2 separate regions of the Hordeum vulgare genome follow, and region 1 is linked to region 2. A link is a contact called in public Hi-C data. All regions are on one chromosome and are shown on one strand. The core of a region is the stretch at or near the end of the contact, and the rest is flanking DNA. Distances in the headings are between cores, read along the strand shown. Region 1 holds the start of LOC123439916 (NDR1/HIN1-like protein 13). Region 2 holds the start of LOC123443748 (glyoxylate/succinic semialdehyde reductase 2, chloroplastic).

Region 1 (3,428 bases), core at 758-3,257, 220 kb after region 2:
ATCTAGTGTGTGGTTGTGTTCATTCTGAGGTAGGTCGAGGTGTCTCCATGTACCTGCCTTGACAACGCCAATTGGACCCAAAGCCAGCAGACAACTGCTTGAAACATATATTAATTAGGCATGATGCATATGTATTATATGTTGGAATCAACAATTGGTACTAGATGTACATTATTAAGGATGTAGATAATGTTTACATTACAATTATGCAAACAAATTTGAACTATTTTAGAACAAAATTTTGGAAGCAAACTACCTAGAACTAGGAAACATATGTAGCATACTATGAGAGCATTGCATGTTTCAATGGTGATACCAATGGCAAGAACAAAATTTGTAAAGTAAAACACATAAAGTATATAAGCAATCTACATAAACCGAAAAAGCACGTGAAGTGTGATATGGGAACCCCATATACATGAAGAAATACAAATATCTTGTCTCGTTGTGGCTCTTCTTAAGTCGAAACATATAACATTAATTCGAGATGCAAACAAACAAAGATTGTTGCCAACATTGATGCATCCCTCTTGGCCAGGTCCTGCATGTGTGTGTGGGTGGAACCGGTGTAGGTGGGTTTGAAGCACGATGCACCGCGGATGGAATTAGGGCGGTGTTGTCGGAGAGAACATGTGCAGTGTGGTGGATGGCAAGAAGCATACCCTATGCTTCTCTATGCTTCATTGTTGCAGCTCCACTAATATATGTGCTATGTTAGCAAATATGAACATGTTGCTACTAGACACAGTTTAGAAGATTATTTGTTTAAGACAATAATGAAAAAAGTAGAAAGGATGAAAATATGACAACTCAACATTACTCACCTTGGTTGGAAGCATAGTATAAAACAATGATAATGAAACAAAATAAGCTTGCGACCAACATAAGGATGCATCTTTTGTGTCCTCGATATGTACAATCGATGGATTTGCACTTGATCCATGCGTGATAAACTATCTATCTAAACGATTACATTGTAGTAACACGAAAAAAGGAATTGGGTACATAAGTAGTACCACTTGAAACCATGGAAATTTGAAATGGAACAAAAACTACTATTAGCACCAACCGGCGGGGCGGGGGGGGGGGGCATATTTGTACGATATACGAATTTCATATAAATTAGTTGATGATCTAGTGACCGCGTACATAATATACATCACAACTATTTCACACTCGTAGACACAGAATAAACCATAGTACACCATAGCATCCACGCAACGAGATCACACAAATCTGAGAACACAGTTATGCCAAAATTAACTACTCCCTCTGTTCCTAAATATAAGTCTTTTAAGCGATTTCACTAGATGTCTACATACCAAGCAAAATGATTGAATATACACTCTAAAGTATGTCTATACACATCCGTATGTAGTCCACTAGTGAAATCTTTACAAAGACTTATATTTAGAAACGGAGGGAGTAGTAACTGAAAAATATGAACAATGTCAAGAGACGCGAATCAAACGCTAGGTCAGATGGGTATTCGGTGGGCGAATCCTGCGGAACTTTAGTTGTGATGGCTTCATTGCCAGACAGAGAAGACAGTCTGACGAGGTGAACCGCAGGCATACAACGGAGTAGGGCCTCGCCGGCTGGCCATGGTGGAGATCAGCACGACTGGGAGCTCGCGAGGGCGTACACTGACAGGTCCTTTCTCGCGTGGCCATCAAACGGGACGACACACCGGTTTGGTTGAGCGGAGGCGCCGCAGAGAGGTTAGACGCGATACTGGATGAGGAGAGAGCCAGGGCGGCGAGAGCAGGGAACGAGCAGAGAGATGGGCACTGGGTTGATTTGTTTGGGCCAATTAATACGGGATAACCGGATAAGGAGAGATCACGGGATCATGGGCATGAAAATCGGGTTCTTTTGGAGCATAAAAATACTGGTTTTGCTTGCTTCTCTCGACCGTGAGATCAAAGAAGAATCGACAGTCGACAACTGGTCCGACGAATGCTACGCACCAGACTTCTGGTGAGAAGCGTTTCCCATGCCTAAACGCCCACACGACACGAGCAAGCAAACACGCAGTACTAGCACTAGCACAATATATACAGTGTATATATAAATGCGGCCACTTATTGCGCCCGTCTTCTTCGCGTTTCTCCCCCCAGTCTCTTTTACTCCCCCCTTCTCCTTCCCCAAGCCTTCTCCTTCCCCAAGCCCAGAAGAAGCAGCAGAGGCCAAGAAATGGGCGACCGGGCGTACGCGCCGGCCTCCAAGCCTGTCCCTGTGGCGGCGCCGCGGTCCGCCAACGGCACGGCGAACGGCGGCGGCGTAGGGCCACCTCGGCCTCCGCCCATGGTGCCCGGCCGCGTCCCGCCCCCGCCGATGTACCGGCCGAAGCCGATGCAACAGCCACCGCGCCGCCGGAGGAGCGGGCGCGGGTGGTGCTGCGCGTGTTGCCTGTGGCTGACGCTGGTGTTGGTGGGGCTGGTGTTCCTTGGAGCAATCGCGTTGGGGGTGTTCTACGTGATTTACCACCCGGAGCTTCCGACCTTCGCCGTGACGTCGCTCCGTCTGGCGGCGCTGAACGTCTCGGACTCCGACTCCGTCACCTCCCGCATCGAGTTCACGGTGACCGCGCGCAACCCCAACGAGAAGATCGCGTTCGTGTACGGCGACATCGGGGCTGCCTTCGCGGCCGACGGCACGGACATCGGGGACGGCACCGTGCCGGGTTTCGTCCATCCAAGTCGCAACACGACGGTCATCAAGGGGGCGGCTTCGGCGGCCGCCGCGACGGTGGACCCTGTGCAGGCGGCCAGTCTCAGATCCAAGAAGTCTCACGCGATGTCAGTGGAGATGGACTCCAAGGTGGGGTTCCAGATCGGGAAGTTCAAGTCGAAGCGCATCAACGTCCGTGTGCTGTGCAGCGGCTTCAGCGCGGGGCTGGCCAAGCCGGCGCCCTCCCCGGCGCCGATCATCGTGGCCGCGGCGCCTGCACCCACCCGGTCTAAGATCAGGCTGTCGTCGTCTTCCTCCGGAGGCGGCGGGGCGGCGACGACGGACGCAAAGTGTAAGCTGCGCGTCAAGATCTGGATTTGGACGTTTTGATGCATTTGTGGGTAGGGAGAGGAGGGATTTTTCTTGGTTTGGTTTAACCTTTTTCACACTGTATGTGGATTTATTGGAGTATAGTTTATATGATTCTATCTTCCTCCTGGTTGCTGCTTGCTACTCTCATCCATCCATCCTTTTGTCACAAGCTAAGTAGGCCGCATAGATCTATGCTATGCTACAGATGGGCATAATTCTGCAAGAACGGTACGTACTAGTGACCACACCACACCACACCACAGTGAAACCGGCAGCTGAGAAGAAATGGAAGGAGGCGAACTGCAGTAGGCGAGCGATTCGGCGCACGCGCGTCGGTGGCGTCAACACAAGCTATCTCCAGCTCGATTTCCTTTTCGGTTTCT
Region 2 (3,355 bases), core at 759-3,258:
GAGTAGAAGCACTGAAATTACATTGCTAGTTGCACATCCACACAACAAAATCAACAATTACATACAGGAACAGTACAACCAATGATATGGACCAAAAACTACCTCGAGAAAAGATGCCCCAGTACTTGTAATACGTTTGCCAATTAGCTTAGATGTTGCATCATCGACTGTTGACACATCGACATACCTACGGCAGACAAGCAAGACAAATATGATCGAAACATCGACATACCTATGACGGACAAGCAAGAGAAAATATGATGTTTTTAAGGTCTACTTCTGCTGTTCTGCAAATGCTCTGGAATTTTTAACCCTTTTTCTTGAGAGCAATTAGTTAGCACTTACCCTTTCCCTGGGGCCATCCCTTCTGCGGCTCCATTAGCCCCACATGCAACCTCAAACTTTGAAACAAATCGTTTATGGACATGATTAGGTATGTTATCATGCCGAGACTTCATGAATAAAAGAAATGGCCATTGGAATGCTGAAACGGAACTTATACCGCGCTTTCTGGGTCAGCAAGCATTGCAAAGGTGACATCACAGGATGATGAAACTCTGGCGGGCGAAGATTCGAACCTGTAGGAAGCCATCCTCTTGTATGAGAGAGTCAATCAAACGGAGTGTTGCTTACATCTTTTGTTACACGCAATACTGTCTCTTAACTTTGATCAACATCAACAACATGAACTATCTAATAGACTAAATCCATTCACACCATAATCTTTGGTCTCTTTCAAGTGGGAACAGTTTTTAGTGGAACTAGATGATACCCCGCACGTTGTTGCGGGAATGTTTTGTAATATATTTGGTTATATGGGTATTTGGAGTAACAATATGATAACTATAAAAAGAAAATATAAATGATATATTATGTTTGATTACTGTGTAGTTGTATATTTTTTATTAAATATAAATAGCATAATAGAATGGAAATTCTTATGCATGTTTGGATGTTGAGGTGGACCTTTTCCCATGCATGTTACATGATGAGGTGGCATGCTTGCATGTTGATATTAATATAGTAGCGGGGGCTAGCTATCTAGATGTACAAGATTTTAGGAAAATATAATGTTTTCAAATAAAGTAGAGCAGAACAAGGTAGTCAGAGAAGAAAAATGTAGTTGTGTTTACTAGTGAACATGTGAGAGTTTTATAGTTATATCAAGTTTCAGTTATGAGGTGGTGTGGTTTCGGCCCGAATCCACGAGCTACAGACAATCCCTCAGGTAGTTGTTTAGGAAATGGCACATATTTAATAAGTAGAAGATGGTTGTAGATCACAATTGAGTTGATGTGGAGCATACTTGGCACCGAGGCTGAGAAGAGGATCGCACTTGCTCTTGGTTCTGTTCCAAACTGTAATATCACAACTGCAGATCACCAGTCAGTAAAAGCATAAGCATAAAACCATACATTCGATATTTTGATCACCAGTCAGTAAAAGCATAAGCATAATACTGATTTGAAATGTATAAAAATCCAAGACAAGAAGACAAGGTACCAAAGTAAAACTGTATGTTTCCCGGTAACAACAAAAGGGAAAAGAAGGAAGAGAGACAGAAGTAGAAGAGAAGGGAATCACCCAGCCTTGATGAGGTTTGATGCCATGGGGGCGCCCATGATCCCGAGGCCCAAGAACCCCACCCTTCCCTGGAATCCCATCCCTCCAGCAGCATCTGAGACGCAAGAAGAATCTGATAAGTACTAGTACTACATTGAATCTTTCAACTACACTACATACACAGCTGCGTCTGCTGAACCGAAGAAGGGAGCCGACACCTGACGAGGAGGACGACGAAGAGGCGGAGCAGGACACGAGGAGGCGGGATCCTCGGCGCAGGGGCAGCGTCACCCTGGGGCTGAGGAGGAAGCTGGCCGCGGCCATGGATGCAGATAATAAGCGGGATAAGATTCGAGCTCCGCGACGACGAAGCTACAACTGCTGGTGGTCGCGGATCCGCGGTCGCAAAAGCGTGATCTGGGACAGCGTGCGAGCCCAACGCGACGCGGCTGCGCCACCCGATCCGAACCCCGCTCCGGTTAGAGCAAGTACAAGGTCAGTCTGCACACTGTAAGGATTAAAATGCTACTCCCTCCGTTCTAAAATAAGTGTTTTAACTTTGTACTAGCTCTAGTACAAATTTGTACTAAGCTTGAGACAATAATTTTGAAACGGAGGGAGTATATTTTTGCTGAGTTGTATGAGAGAGAAGAGAAGAAAGAAGGGAAGCGGGCTCTTCGTGAAGAGTCAGCTCTAGCACGGGCTCCTAGGCGCTTTGTGAGAATGAAACGTGAGCCATATATGATAAAAGTAGTACTCTTTTATAGCTAACTATTGTACAAGCTAGCTATAAGATAAGCCATAAGACTGCTTATAGCCAGCAGTTGGCTATACTATTAACCAAGAGCAAGTACAATAAGGTACAGTCAGCAGACTGTAAGAATTAAAATACTACTCCCTTCGTTTCAAAATATAAGACCTTTTAGGAATTTTATAAGAGACTACGTAAGGAACAAAATGAATGAATCTATACTCTGAAATATGTCTATGTACATCCGTATGTAGTTTATAGTGCAATCTCTAAAATGTCTTATATTTAGGAACGGAGGAAGTATATTTTTACTGAGTTGGATGAGAGAGAAAAGAAGAGAGAAGGGAAGCGGACTCTTCGTGAAGAGCCAGCTCTAGCACGTGCTCCTAGGTGCTTTGTGAGAATGAAAGGTGGACCATATATGATAAAAGTAGTACTCTTTTATAGCTAACTATTGTACAAGTTAGCTATAAGATGAGCTATAAAACTGCTTATAGCCAGCAGTTGGCTATACTATTAACGGACTAAATCTTCTATTCTTAAATACGGAGTAGTTGTAACCTACTACCTATTATTTCTTCTCATGCAACCATGTCACATTATCAGTCATGCATTTAGTCATAATTTTTTTATGTAACCATGCGACATCATCAAGTCATACATGTGGTCATAAGTTATAATGTGTGCACTAATCTACACATTATTTCACTAATTTTTGTTATGAGAATAAAACGGTGTATACTTTAGAGCAAATATATGTAGATCATGTTACACTTTTTTATGCATCTCTTTGTTAAATGCTTCATATGATTTATTATTCTTGAAATATAAAACGAGAGCAATACTAATATGTTTTTAGCAAATAGATTTTGTTTTTCAACACCTATTTATATATCTATTTATCATGTTTTTTGCAGCAACGCGCGGGGCATCATCTAGTTATAAAAATACCACCACAATTGCTTTGTAATTTGCTGAAAACAACCCAAATGTTAAAATTTTACAAAAAAGACCAATTTTCAGTTTTTGTAATAGAACAAA

Evidence for each region. A called contact is a pair of places that touch in the nucleus more often than the background predicts.
Region 1: a Hi-C map of seedling shows a contact between it and region 2, with 5 times the contacts expected there. The contact joins the promoter of LOC123439916 here to the promoter of LOC123443748 in region 2. A contact is called at or near these places in 4 of 6 Hi-C or Micro-C datasets (leaf and seedling) and 1 of 1 datasets of contacts at active chromatin or transcription factors (embryo).

The regions. Positions count from the first base shown.
Region 1 is chr3H:325,730,429-325,733,856 of MorexV3_pseudomolecules_assembly, forward strand. It overlaps LOC123439916 (NDR1/HIN1-like protein 13), which reads left to right and starts at 2,008. Exons shown (of 1, transcript XM_045116535.1): 1 at 2,008-3,170. The coding sequence starts at 2,197. The coding sequence ends at 3,063.
Region 2 is chr3H:325,510,845-325,514,199 of MorexV3_pseudomolecules_assembly, forward strand. It overlaps LOC123443748 (glyoxylate/succinic semialdehyde reductase 2, chloroplastic), which reads right to left and starts at 2,009. Exons shown (of 12, transcript XM_045120269.1): 1 at 1,782-2,009; 2 at 1,585-1,678; 3 at 1,307-1,372; 4 at 503-578; 5 at 346-401; 6 at 103-187. The coding sequence starts at 1,887.